2 separate regions of the Mus musculus genome follow, and region 1 is linked to region 2. A link is a contact called in public HiChIP or PLAC-seq data. All regions are on one chromosome and are shown on one strand. The core of a region is the stretch at or near the end of the contact, and the rest is flanking DNA. Distances in the headings are between cores, read along the strand shown. Region 1 overlaps Ccdc172 (coiled-coil domain containing 172). Region 2 has its middle 64 kb from the start of Gm50287.

Region 1 (7,069 bases), core at 76-2,575, 360 kb before region 2:
GCTTGTTTCAAGGAGCAGGCTTCTAGTCTCACAACTTAGAAAGAATCAATCGCTGTGACCACCAAACATGGGAAAATCTCTACAGCCCAGACCCAGGTTTATGACGTTAACTATGCATAAAGTAGACGTAAATTTGGCTAAATATCCCAAATACATTTTGAGAACCCAACCTTTGAATTTTACCCATTTACTCAGGGGTCTTATTTTTAGAGGCTCAGTGGTAGGTAGCAAGGTCAGCACTGGCAGGTGGCTGAAAGCTAAGGAAGCGAAATCCATCCTTGCCTCTTGCAGGCATTCACCCAACAGATCCTTACAAACAGGATCAGAGACCACCATCTCCCCCTCCCTCCCAAAAATTTAACTTTTGTGCCCCATTTTATTCTAAAGAGCAAAAGATTTCATAAGCACCGATATTATTTCATTTGGACTTTAAAAACAGTTCCTTCTGAGACAAAGTCAGAATGAAAGGCCAAGAAACTAAAATAGTTTGTCTGCAGCATTCAGTACTGGTCCTCATGACAGTGTGTTACCTCCAGCTTGGGGCTGTTCTCATCTCTACAGAGAAAAGAAAAATGATATAAATTCAACTTAAATTGCAGAAAGCAAGATTTATGTTAGTTATAAGAACTTCCTCAAGGTGAGAGACGGGTTGTGAAATCTGTGTCCCAGAAGACACTGAGCAGTAAAGAGCCTGGGAGCAGTCTATTCCAGAGCCACGGGGTTGGCTTCAAAGACATTTTGAAATATTACAGCTAGTAAGTCCTAGGAATACTGGCATTTAGAAAAAAATAGCTGACGTGAAATAGAAACACGATCTTCCATTTCTATAAGGTGTAGCACAGCCGCCCGACCTGGGTCCTGGGTGCAGTTCCCATCAACCGTATCTGAAGACACAGACACAGATAAAGACATACATTTGCATGACTGAGGTAATGCCTGAAACCCCCGGGAGGACAGTGAGGGGCTTCGTGTCCCTGATGCAGAATCAGGAAATGCAGTTTCCAGACTTTAACGTCACACGCAAGGCAGCAGGGCAGACAAGGAAAGGATCAAAGCAGCCCCTCATTTGTTCAGTGTAAGAACACGACGACGCTTCATTGCTGTTATACAAAGGAGACTAAGATCAGCCCACAAGTTCAAGATTTTATAAAGGACGTTTAATTGATTAGGGGTAAGCATGGGGTTAAAATCCAGGTCTCTCAGCATCCTTCTTGCTAAATCACGGCATTAAAATGGAAATGCTAAAGCTGCCTCTGAGTAATTCTGATAATAAAAAGAACTTCAGCACCACTGCCCATAACAATGCTTCAGACACAGATGAGTCAGCAGTGCCCAGCCGTGTGACACTGTGACTCAACAGTGTCTCAGACACAGATCACGTTGGAAAACTGTACACGTGAGTTACCAAAAAAAAAAAAAAAAAAAAAAAAGAGAGAAAAAATGGCAAATGAGTCTCGTATTTTCCTTAAGTGTCCTGGACTAAGGGGCGGGCACTCAGGCTGCAGGCTCTGGTTAATGTGCTAATAGTACACATTCAGGATTGACATTCTTGACTTCTGTTTCTGATACGGATTCTCAGAAAACAGAGGGTGGAAGGAAAAGAACCAACTGCACAAAGTCGTCCTCTGAGCTCCACACACTCACAGCCACACCCACCCATGCTTACTCACTCACTTTCTCCTTCACACAGACACACACACACACACACACACACACACGCACTTTTTTTAACACTCGTGACAACCAAGGGGAAAGCACAACAGAGGAAGTGGGAGAAGGTGGAAAGTCACTGCCCCGAAGGGAGATGGGCTTCCTACATGCCGCCTCCCAGTGCTATGGTCATCAATGGGTCAGGGTACAGATGAGGTGACACTGAAATTGGGTGACCTGGCTCTATTCTTTATTAGAACTTAAGAGACAAGCACTTGGCTTTGCCTGGTTCTTTGCTACGTGTAAGTTTTGCCTTCAGGAGCAACAGCTTAATCCCAGGTGTGGGGTATGGGCGGCAGACTGTCCACAGCAGCTGACTATGATTTGCCTCCTGCTCTGGTGGGGATGTGATCTTTCCAGCTGCAAACAGTTTCTGCAATTGTGTGATGTTGGGAATTTTGGGAACATTTCAGAGTGTATATAGATGCTAGGATCCTGAGAGATAAGGTGAAATGTTGGTGGGTTTTTGGCTGGTTGCTGTTGGTTGTGATCTGTTAAGTAGTTGTACACAAAGAAACAAGAAGAACTGAGATGTTCTGATGGCAGAAATGACCCATGCCCCCAGGACCTCAAGGCTGTACTCAGCAGGAAGCCGTCTAATGATGACTTCGACCCCTCACTGACCCTGGCTTTATTCAGGGATCTCTTCCTTCACTCTCCATCCTTTTTTCTCTTGTTTAGTGTTAGGAAATTGAAAGGGTGGAAGAAAGAAGAACCCACAAAGTAACCAGAGTCCAGCTACATATAATCCTGACTTACTCACAGGATGAGTGTACTACTCACTCACAGAATTACTGTCTTGCAGACGTCTTACCTCTGCTTTGTTACAAGATAACAGCCAAGGAGGGATCTGATAGGGAAATACTGTAAAGCCACAAACTGTACTGTGTGAGAAATGATTTCAGACGTATCAAGTTTGAGCTGAGACACTAACATGCCTATGGCAGTGTGAGCCGTTTAGTCTACAGTAAACAGAAACTAAAGAAATTATTGACTCTGTCTCCTAAATTGCTCCTGACCTCAAGAGACAGCATGCAATATAAAGAAAGGGGTGGGAAGTTCCTAATGGCAGGAACACAGATTTCTCTTTCTTACCTCTGTCTGTTTCCTGACTGAAAATGAAAATATTTGTATAAAGCCTTAATGTTGCATTCTAGACCCAAATGGCCAACCTTTGTCAGAAAGTGTCACTGTTTTGGTACAATTTAGCTTACAGCAGTGCCATCTCCCTTGTTAAGTCTGCCTCTTTCAGTATTAAAGGCTTCCCCACCCCTGCTCATTCCTCTTGGATACTGAGCTGACTTATCTGGTGGCTAGGTCTGTGGTCAACAGAGCTGCTATCCATGGCTCTTCACTGCTTTGTTGCCTGCATGCCTTCAGGTACTTAGAAACTGAAAGTAAGCACAGCATGTTATGGATCAGCATTGGTCTGTCCACGACACTCCTTGTGTAACTGACGCTGTCAAAGCCAGCTCAGTCTCCAGCAAGCAGCTCTGCCTGTCATGTCATCTGCTCACAGCACAAGAGGCAACTTTACACAAGATACACAAGGAGACATGCAGACTTCATATGGCTAATACCATACAAGAACCAAGGAAAAGGCCCAGGGCTCTTACAACCACAACAGAATACACTTCTAACACCAGACTGCACCACTGAGCAAGTTGACAACAGATATTAAGGCCTTAGCTTTATTTTTAGAGAAAAAGTCTCACTATGTAGCCTTGGCTGGCCAGGATCTCCTTATTTAGACCAGGCTGGCCTCAAAGTTACAGAGCTTTACCTGTCTCTGCCTCTCCAGTGCTGAGATTAATGGCGTATACTACCACACCCAGCAAGCTTTAGATTTTTAAAAACCAGGTGCTAGTGTTTCTAAATCAGCTTTACCACTCTGGCACAGTAACCCTCATGTGGCAAGCAAGGAAGCTTCAGTATGGGACTGTGCCAGCCTTTCAGCCTTAGCATGTCTGCACAGCCACCCTTCTCCAGCCTCTCACAGCCTCCTCACTCTCCATTCCCCACCCACTGCTTTCCTGGCTGTTCTTCAAACACACCAGAAACTCCTCTCTCTACCTTTTGCACAGACTTCACCATGATCCTTCAGTGTACCAGAAAATATACTGTTTAAAATCCTGTAGAGAAACAGGCTTTCTCAAGACTGAAAGGAGTTCAGAAGCAAACACATAACTAAGGAATTAAGCAAATACATAATTACTATCAAAGATTATAACACTATACAAATTATGAACTTTTATGAGAAAAACACACCATAAGTCAGATTTAAATAATGAAATTTTCAGTAAGTGACACAAGGTTCAGCATGAAAAGCTGAAATCATGGAGACGATGCCACAAATTCTGCAAGTGAGCAACACTGTAACTAACACTGTACAGACAACATTCTTTTGCTTATAAGACACACTAATTTCTAATATACAAATGATGTTTTGGCAGTTTAGACTATAATAATCTTTCTGGGAGAAACTATTAAAAACCTTAAAAATATGTCTTCATTGGCACAACAGTTTGAGTTGTGCTATTCTAAAAAACCAGAAAATGCAGGACTGCCATCACATGTGTCAGTGGCAGGAATTTACTGAAATAACAGTGCATACTTGTCAGTAGAAAATTACTTAACTAAAATATAGCAAAGTATTTACTGAAATACTATGCGACTATAAAACCTGCTGAGCTGGGCATGGTGGCGCATGCCTTTAATCCCAGCACTCGGGAGGCAGAGGCAGGCAGATTTCTGAGTTTGAGGCCGGCCTGGTGTACAAAGTGAGTTCCAGGAAAGCCAGGGCTACACAGAGAAACCCTGTCTCAAAAAACCCAAAACAAACAAACTGCTGTAGATCTATATTCATGGAGAGACTCTAAATATAACAAAAAGAAAATGCAAATAATTTGAGGAAAAATAAGCAAGTATTAAATAATATAAGTAAATAAATGCAGGGGGCTGGAGAGATGTTTCAAAAGCTCAAAGTAAATACTGTTCTTACAGTAGACCTGAGTTCAGTGCCCGGAATCTATACTCCTTTTGCCTGTTTCCAAGTTTTAGATAATTCTCATGACAGGCATGATAAGGCTTTCCTTGAAAAATTACAGGAAAAATTAAAACTAATTATGTTTCATGAGAACCTCAGAAATCTTGAGTTTACAGCTAATAGTATATAACTGGAATTATTTAATGGCCATTCCTCATTATGAAAGGTATCTCAGGGCTGGAGGGACGACTCAGATGGTCGGAGCACTTCCTGCTCTTTCAGAGGACCACAGTTCCTTTCCCGGAACCCAGTCCAGTCGACTCACATCCATTTACAACTCCAGTTCCACCCTGGGTGTCTTCTTCTGGCCTCCTCAGCACATACACACATGCACCTGTCTATACACAGGCACACACATGTATAATAAGTATGTAGATAAATAACATGTGTATTCTATAATTTATTTACCAATAATTCACAGTGTGACCTAGAGTTTGTCAGTGAATGTACATTGAATAGCTGGAGTTGAGATGGTTAGAAGATCTGAGAATCATAATTAACTGATTTTCTAAAAACTCATAAATCACAAAGTAGCCCTGAAAGTGTACTCTGTGTTGCAGCTCATGGGGCTGCAGACTCAAACTGAATCTCATACTTTCTGCAAATTAAGGCAAAACTCACTGTTTTTCAAAGTATTTTCCTCTTGGTTCCAGGAGATTATTTTTCTGTTCAAAGCATTTCTGACATTTCATGTTTTACAATTTATTTAGAGCACTTCTTCTGAAAATAGGAAGGGAAGCAGAATCCTGAGTTTTACAATTAGGAACAGCTGAGTGGATGCTCTACTCTGTGGATGCAAGCCATGAAGCTTGGCACTGAGTGGCTTACAATCTCCTACATCAGAAGGGCAAATGTGTAAGTTGTTATAGTTTGATCTACACTGCTATTCTAAACATTCTTTGGATTTTCCAAAAGTCATGAAGACAACATCAAGATAAAAGAGCTCAATAAATGCTATATAAAATATTTTCTTTAATCATCTTAGGTCTGTGACCATAAAAAAGAAGTGCAACTTCTCCTTCTATGTGTGACCAGGCCTTCTCTCAAAAGAACCAGTCATCAGTCATGAGCACAGCATTTATCAGGCACCAGTGCCAAGAACAAGTGTGCCAAACAGTCAACAAGCACCTAGAAAACAGTCAACAAGCACCTAGAAAGGTCTTCAATAAGTGTCCTGAAGAAATAAGAAATGCAGTCTAACATAAGGTACTACTGATACCCACAAAGATAGATTTTTAAAGTCACTGAAACAGAGGGTAATATGTTGACCAGGACAGAGACACGGAGCCTTCACACACACACACACACACACACACACTGGTGTAAACATAAAAGCATGCGACTGTTTTGAAAATCACCTGACATCTCCTGAAGAAAAATAGAAAAAAAAAAAAAAAAAAAAAAAAACAGACAACAATTCCAATGGTCCTGTAAGACCTAACAATTCCACTCCTAGATGAAGTGCTCAGATTTGAAATGTGTTTATAAAAACACTGTGCACAAATATTTATGGCAATGCTATTCAAAACAACTACTCAAAGTGGTCCAACTGACACACAAGACAGTGAGTGGATACAAGGAACATTGTTCTCACACTTCAGCGTGATACAGTGTCGGGCTGGAAACAGAAAACAGATGAGTCACAAAATGCTACTACTGTGTACCTACTGTGTGCTTCCAGTGCTAATACTGTGTACCTCCATCCATACATGTCTAGATGCAAAAGAAATAGAATGCCTAGGACCTGGACTGCGTGAAGCTTGGAGTCTTAGGGTGAATAAGGTGGCTACTAATAGAGGTAGTATTTCTTTATGGGAAGATGAAAATGTTCTAAAATCAATGATCATAACATCTTGTGAAAAGTTATAAATCACTGCTTTCTAACTTTCAAAAAGTGTATTTTTTGTAAAGTGACCTAGCAGCTGTGTTCCACTCTAATCTTAAGAAAACACACAAGGTCTGATGTATAGCTAAAGTGCCCTGTATACCTTCCCTGATTAGTTATCTGCCTCAGGGACAATGCTACCTTGATGTGCTATTTATCATCCTATGACTGTCATGGTCCTTTACTGCGCTTACCAGCCTCACAGGACAGACCTGTGCTCTGTACATGTGGCAGCCTCACAGGACAGACCTGTGCTCTGTACATGTGGCAGCCTCACAGGACAGACCTGTGCTCTGTACATGTGGCAGCCTCACAGGACAGACCTGTGCTCTGTACATGTGGCAGCCTCACAGGACAGACCTGTGCTCTGTACATGTGGCAGCCTCACAGGACAGACCTGTGCTCTGTACATGTGGCAGCCTCACAGG
Region 2 (7,239 bases), core at 173-2,672:
GAAAGGTCAAGGCAGGCAGGGGGATGTCCAGTCCCATTTTCCAACTTGGTTGAGGGCAGAGTGGCTGAAGGTCGAGTGTGTGTGTGTGAGTGTGTGCGCCTGTGTGTCTGTGCACGAGTACTTATGTCTCGGTGGTGAGACCCCCGTGATTCCTGAGGTCACAGAGGTGCTCTGCGCTGACACTGTGGTGTGAAATCAGAGGAGACGGCTGCTGCCAATCCTCTGAGTCCCCTCGGGTGCCCTGAAGTCACTAACCAACCGGACAGTTGTCAAAGACAACACTGTAATTTACGCGACCACAAGATTAAATTAGAGGCAGGAGGGTTAGGAGCTGTTGTGCATACATGCTTCCCTGCTGAAGCTGCTTGCAAGGTGCAAGGATTTGCTTGGAGTGGAGAATTAAATAAGGAGAGTGGTATTTTTATTTATTTATTTATTTAAATCTCAGGTACTTGGGCATGACATCACACCATCACAAGGCAAGCTCTAGGTCTATGGCAGGTGGGTGGTCTCTGCTGTGAGCCTTTCATGTGGCAAGCATCCAGGCTCTCTCTCTCTCTCAATGGAATGAGGCCTTGTGGAAGCAACCCAGTCAGTCACTCCAGGACTGAAAATACAGTGTGCATAGCTGCAGAGGAAGAGCTGGGGGCCATGTACCAGCCTCGGGCCAATTAAGCCTAAAACAAATTTCAGGTTGCCGGAGCTCCGATTATACTTGGAGTGCTGTGGGCTCTACCCCACAGCGCAAAGCCTGCTGGACCTGCCCCGGTAATTGGAGTGAAGCATCGGCTCTTCACCCATGGCTTCCTAATGATCAATGGTGCTGGGGCTATTTGCTTAGGAGCATTTAAAAAGCAAAAGGGATAGGAAATGCAGTCGGTGAGCCCACTCGCCTGCCCGCCCGCTTCGAAAGCTTCTCCTGGATGCACGCTCTGGACTTTTTTTTTTCTACCAATCTGTGTGGCATAAATAGGGGAACAGAAAGGAAAGGTCAGAGAAGCCGGAGTTATTAAAGTGAGCGCTGAGAAGTCTCCCCGTGTGAACAGCAGCTTCAACTCATGTGGGAAAAAAAAATCATGGATTTTCTTTTCATCAAAAAAACCCACAAGCTCAGCATCAGAGAGGAAACAATTATTCATAAGTTCCGAGGCTGCGAGAGCCTGACCCGCCCGTCATCCCAGCAGGGAAAGAGTACAAGTGGCTAACTGCTTGGGGTGATTAATTCGAGCAAGATTAGCTTTGCGTATTCAGTGGGTCCAATCCACACAGCTTAGAGGCTGACAACTGTTTGCAGCTACCCCCAGTGTGTGCTCACAACCACTGGAGATAAGGAAACAAGGCTTAAGAAGGTAACTCTTCCTCCTTATTCCACAGAAGTCTCTTGATGTGTGGCATGGGGTGGTGAGTCACCTCTCTTTGCCTTGGAAGGAATGAGGCTCTGCAAGATTGTAATGCTGTCAGAGTGTCTGAGACAGAAGAGATGGACGGACATACATCATCAGTTCTCCACTGATGGATGCATGGAACATAACCCCTTTGAGGCTGGGTCCAGGCACCATGTCATTACAAAACTCCCTTGGTGATTCTATCAGATGCCAACTTGAGCATTATCCTTCCACTACCCGGAAGAGAAACCAAGGGTCAGACTAAACAAGGGACATGGCTACATCAATTGCTGCAACCCCCTGGGATGTATTTACTATTCACAGCCCCCAGCACCTCTGCCAGCACTCCCTCTTATACCTTCTGGCTACTGACCAGCATAAAGCAGACTACAATAGCCGCAGACCTGAGCCCTGGCAAGGGCCATGGATAATTCTACCCAGGCAGTTCTGGGGAAGTTGTTGGCAGGAGGAGGGTCTGAATGAGGCCTGGGCACAAGGACAGAACTCATAACAAGATTCTCATTGCTGGCAACGCCTGCCTGCCTGCCTGCCCTGCCCCAGCCTCTATCTGAATCCCCATTGCGTCCCACCTGACACCTGGGCTGACTGACCGTCTGCTCTCTTCTCCCTCCCGTTCTGAGTAGAGACAAACTACCTCCTGCAAACAGAAGCATCTTCCAGAAAAGGAGAAGGAAAGAGCAGCCACTCCGCTGGAAAGCAGGCAAAAACTCGATCAGAGAGATCCAGAAAAATCTCCAGTGGCCTTAGTGCCATGCTGCATCAGAGAAAAAGGACAGCACTTCTTGTCCAATAGCCAGAAAAAGTCCAACCCAGAAATCAATGGAGGACCCGCTGCACAATACACACCAGGATACTCATATATATGTACAAAAGGGTACAATCTATGAACACACAGCCCATGAGCAAGTGACATGGCCACATCTTTGTTAAATGATTTAGCAATCCCACATTGGAGTCCCTATCCTTCAGATACCACCACCACCACCACCACCACCACCACCACCACCACCACCACCACCACACGAAACATTTACAAAGTTGTGTAAGTACAGGCAAGCTTGGTTTGTAGTCACAGAGACTGGGAGTAGCTTAAGGGTCCAACTGATCCATAAGTAAAGGCTGGCACATCGGCACTAACAGCAGCTAAAGAATCTGTTGGCACGCAGAGCCTTCCGGGATGTATTTTTAAGAAGAAAGAATTAAACTCCATAATGTGAGAAACAGCGCACAGAGTCTGACGGGTTTTGCATAAAGAAGAAGGAAAGTACTGCCTGTGTGGATTTGTTTGTATTTCTGTGAGCAACTGCAAGGATTCAGCCTTCAGCATGTGAGTGCACATGTAAGTTGGGACAGGAGAGAGAGAGAGAGAGAGAGAGAGAGAGAGAGAGAGAGAGAGAGAGAGAGAGAGATTGCCAGTACACCTTTCCATGTCTCCTTTTGAGTTTTGACCCATGTGGATTCATAACTGTCTCTTCTGAAGTAAGATTTAGGGCTGGAGAGATGGTGGGGCGCTTGTTGCTCTGCAGAGGACCTGGGTTTGGCTCCCAGCACCCATGTGGCAGGCAGCTCATGACCATCTGTTACTCCAGTTACAGGGGACCCAAGACCCTCTTCTGTCCTCTGCGGGCATCAGGCATGCATGTGGTGCACAAACATGCGTGCAGGCATTCACACAGGCATATAAAATTAGGTTGGGGTTCGTTTTGGTTTTTTTTGGTTTTTAAGTAGAAGCCTGAGTCTATTCCGAGACCTGTGGTTTCTGGTTCCACTCCAGGTCTGAGGCTAGCCCTCTGTACAAAGTCCCTTTCAAACCTGGAGGCAAGTGTCAGGTCCCTTTTCAAAGTTTTCCTGCCTCTTGGTCTTAAGCAGTCCAAAATAGAGGCTGCGTCCCCATGCACTTCTGGTTTCTGTTTCTGAGCCTTTACTTACTGTAAAGACAGTGGGCTTTTGAGTTTTTCTTCACTGCCCTGTTCCAACCTGGATCACCCTGTTTCCTCTAAGTGATTCCTCTGTCCCCAGGTAGCCGATCCAAGCTGTGAGTTCTGTTTGCTCCTTTTTTGCTGTTCCCTATTTTTTAAAAAACTTTTATTTATTTATTTTTTTGGCAAACCCCCAAAACCTCCTTACCCACGATTCATCTCCAATGTTGGGGAGAGAGGAGAGATATGGGAGAGGGAAGGAAGTGACCTTATCCAGCTACTTCCTGTCTTAGTCAGGGTTTCTATTCCTGCACAAACATCACGACCAAGAAGCAAGTTGGGGAGGAAAGGGTTTATTCAGCTTACACTTCCACATTGCTGTTCATCACCAAAGGAAGTCAGGACTGGAACTCAAGCAGGTCAGGAAGCAGGAGCTGATGCAGAGGCCATGGAGGGATGTTCCTTACTGGCTTGCTTCCCCTGGCTTGCTCAGCCTGCTCTCTTATAGAACCAAGACTACCAGCCCAGAGACAGCACCACCCACAAGGGGCCTTTCCCCCTTGATCACTAATTGAGAAAATGCCTTATGGTTGGAGCTCATGGAGGCATTTCCTCAACTGAAGCTCCTTTCTCTGTGATAACTCCAGCTGTGTCAAGCTGACACAAAACTAGCCAGTACACTTCCTATGGCAGATGAAAGACTCTGTGTGTGTGTGTGTGTGTGTGTTCTGAGTGTGTGTGTGTGTGTGTGTGTGTGTGTGTGTGTGTGTAGGGGGAAGGGACTGGAGAGATGGCTCAGAGGTTAAGAGCACTGACTGCTCTTCCAGAGGTCCTGAGTTCAATTCCCAGCAATCACATGGTGGCTCACAACCATCTGTAATGGGATCTAGTGCCCTCTTCTGGTGTGTCTGAAAACAGTAACAGTGTGCTCATATACAGTAAATAAATAAATCTAAAAAAAAAAAAAAAGTCTCTCCGGACAGTGGTGGCGCACGCCTTTGATCCCAGCACTTGGGAAGCAGAGGCAGAAGGATTTCTGAGTTCGAGGCTAGCCTGGTCTACAGAGTGAGTTATTTCATCTTTCCTGTATTGATATTACAGTGATGGAGGGGAGCCCCTGCTAAGGGAGGTTCCAGCAGACTTGGGGTAGGGGTTGAATACTTAATAACCTGTTGAGCCTACAGTCCCTTGACTACCTGTTATTTGTTTTGTTTTATTTTCTGGGACAGTCTCACTATGTAACTCCAGCTGTCCCTTATAGACAAAGCTGGCCTTGAATTCACAGAGATCTGCCTGCCTCTGCCTCTGAAGTGCTGGGATTAAAAGTGCGCACCACTATGGCAGGCGTGACTGCTTGAGACTTTACAGTGTGTCTCCGAGCCGGGGAGTGCAGACCAGAGCTCATTGCTTCTTTCTCTCTCCCTTTCCATTAGACACCCAAATGCTTCAGGACATGTTGGGATGATAAAAGCTGAGTCTGGAAGGGTGATGGCTCAGGGGGCAGTTCTCAGGAACAGGGACTATCAGAGTTTGAATTGCAAAGCCAGCTATAGACTCATGAGAGCAGAGAACCAAGAGGCAGGGTCTGCTTCAAGAAAAGAAAAGAAAAGAAAAGAAAAGAAAAGAAAAGAAAAGAAAAGAAAAGAAAAGAAAAGAAAAGAAAAGACAACAACCAAAGTCAAGAGAAAAAAAAACTGCATTTATTAGAATTCATAAAAAGGGCTGGAGTGGAGTGGGGACAGCTGCCAGAAATAAACAGGCTGGCTCTTTTTCTTTTTTCAAAAAAAAAAAAAAAAAAAAAACCCTCACTATTTGCCAAGTGTGCAGAGCTCAATGTCTGATTGCCGTCCACGGGGAATTTTTAAATCAGGGGGAAAATAATGCAGGTAGGAAAAGGTGCTGAGTCAGGGAATCTCAGCCGCGGCTCTGGGACTAAGAGGCGGTCATTACTGAGGCAATGTGGACGGGAGGTGTCGGGATCAGAATATCATTTGAGAGGCCCTGGGGAACCCAAGAGAGAAAGATGGTTCTTAGTCCTTCCATCTGCACAAGCTCCCACCCGCTCCCTGGTACTACACTGTCGGAGATGGAAGCTGCTTAGCAGCCTCTCTAGGCGAGGGCTTTGCCTACCCAGGTGAACATCGTGAGGTAAAGATGCACGCTCCTTAGTGCTACAGCGACTTGCTATGGCCTGTTGCTTGTTCCACCCAAGTGGGAGGTGTTTACAGTTCCTGGAAGCCCTCAGCTGGAATCATACTGGCATCAAAAGAGCCACCCGGTTGGTACCAGACTATGCTGGGCAGGTGAAAAACAGTGTGAGATGCTTGCCCAACACCTGAGCATTTTGAGAACTCAATATCTGTCATTCATTCATTCATTCATTCATTTATCCCTTGACGCTCAATCATCTCGGAGAGCGTCCTATCTGATTACCAAATGAGGTTTAAATGGAAGAGCAAACTAACCCTGTAGAAATCAGCCAAGCCTTACCCAACTCTCCTCCTAAACACAACCAAAAGACTCAGGCAAAGAATGCAGCCGCTTTCAACCTAATTCAGCCCAATTCTCTCCCTCCCAGCCTGAAGACACACCAAGCATGTCCGTGTATCCGTGGGATGATGGGGGCCCTTGTTTGCAGTGCTACCAGCTGCAATCCCAACCCAGTTAGGGTAAACTGGAGGGTGATGTAGGAAGCTTTGCTGCCTTCCCGACTGCTAAGATTTGGGGTATTTGTGCCCCACCGCTCAGGGTCTCACAGCGCACACCCAATGCTTGGGAAGACAGCAGTAGCACCGAATACTGGGCGATTTTGCAACGGACAGGGCAAATTGATCCTATTGCAAAGGGTCATAGCTGCTTAAAGTGTCGCCTTCAAATCCTCAAGGACGCTAAGGAGGTGTCCTGGGGCGAACTGAATGGAGATATACTGAGTGACTTCTGATTGAACAACCATCAGACATGTCTGAAAATAAGCCTCACATAGTCACGTGAGGAAGTGAGCTCCAAAAGCCCGGAGTTCGGGTGCAGCCACTGAGATTATGCTCCTCAGAGGTCTCCTTAGTGTTTGGTTTATTGCATACAAGGTCACCCAAGTGCCATCTCTGGGCTTGCCTCTGTTGCTTACCCCTAAGCCCATCTTCTGGAGTTTGGAGTCCAGAGCCCTCCCAGGTCTGAGCTGCTTTGGCTAGCCCAGGCTCGCTTTCTGAATGTTGGCTTCTGAAAGGGCCTTTTGAGAGCCTTTGAGCAATGATGCAGGCAGAACATCTTCTAACAAAGCCCTCCTTCACAGAAATTCTTTCCCCCAGGAGAGGCCCAGCCTGAGCTACAGTTCTGACCAGAGCAATTTAAGACAGAGAGACATTTGGTCCTAATGAGCCACAGTTCTCCCAAGGCACTTGGGGATCGAGAGAAAGGTTCTGGCTGCCGAAGAGTTTCCTGTACTCTCCCTCCCCATGGGCTACATTCCTCCACACTACATTCTAGCCTTTCCCTTTGAAAGAACTAGAACTTAACCCAGAATCCCCTGAGCTATTCCAAAGACATTGAAGCCTCTCTCCATGCAGGGCAGGGCAGGCTGCTCAGACAGGCGAGAAACCAGGAAGCCAGGAGGTAGTTGGGGCTGGACTGGCAAGGAAGCAGTCTGCCTGGGAACTCGGAGGTTTCCCAGAGGTTCAGGCCTTCCAATCCCTGAGACCAAAAAAAAAAACAAAATCAAAACAAAGCAAAACAAAATAAAAAGGTTAACTGAGGGTAAGAGCAAAGCAAGGGCAGGAGTTCCTGTAGTCAGTCAACAAACATCAAGCGAGAGCACACAGCATTCCAGGTGCTATCCAGGCATAAGGATGTAAAGCACGGAGATTCTGACTCCATGGAACAGGACGTTAAATGCACAATCTCAGAAGATAAAGCAGTCA

The links. HiChIP or PLAC-seq counts read pairs in DNA pulled down with a chosen protein or histone mark.
Region 1: an HNF4G HiChIP or PLAC-seq map of pancreatic cancer cells shows a contact between it and region 2. The contact joins two enhancer-like sites. A contact is called at or near these places in 1 of 39 promoter capture datasets (the C10 cell line) and 2 of 115 datasets of contacts at active chromatin or transcription factors (embryonic stem cells and pancreatic cancer cells).

Annotation. Positions count from the first base shown.
Region 1 is chr19:58,518,502-58,525,570 of GRCm38.p6, reverse strand. The region is part of intron 3 of Ccdc172 (coiled-coil domain containing 172); the gene reads right to left. Among named protein-coding and RNA genes, the nearest start is that of Ccdc172, 10 kb to the right of the region's middle. Within about 2 kb of position 1,325, at least 72 of the 459 cell types and tissues checked have an H3K27ac peak or open chromatin away from gene starts, as enhancers often do. A contact at or near this core is called in pancreatic cancer cells, where this site is marked.
Region 2 is chr19:58,159,749-58,166,987 of GRCm38.p6, reverse strand. No RefSeq gene overlaps it. Among named protein-coding and RNA genes, the nearest start is that of Gm50287, 64 kb to the right of the region's middle. Within about 2 kb of position 1,422, at least 18 of the 459 cell types and tissues checked have an H3K27ac peak or open chromatin away from gene starts, as enhancers often do. A contact at or near this core is called in pancreatic cancer cells, where this site is marked.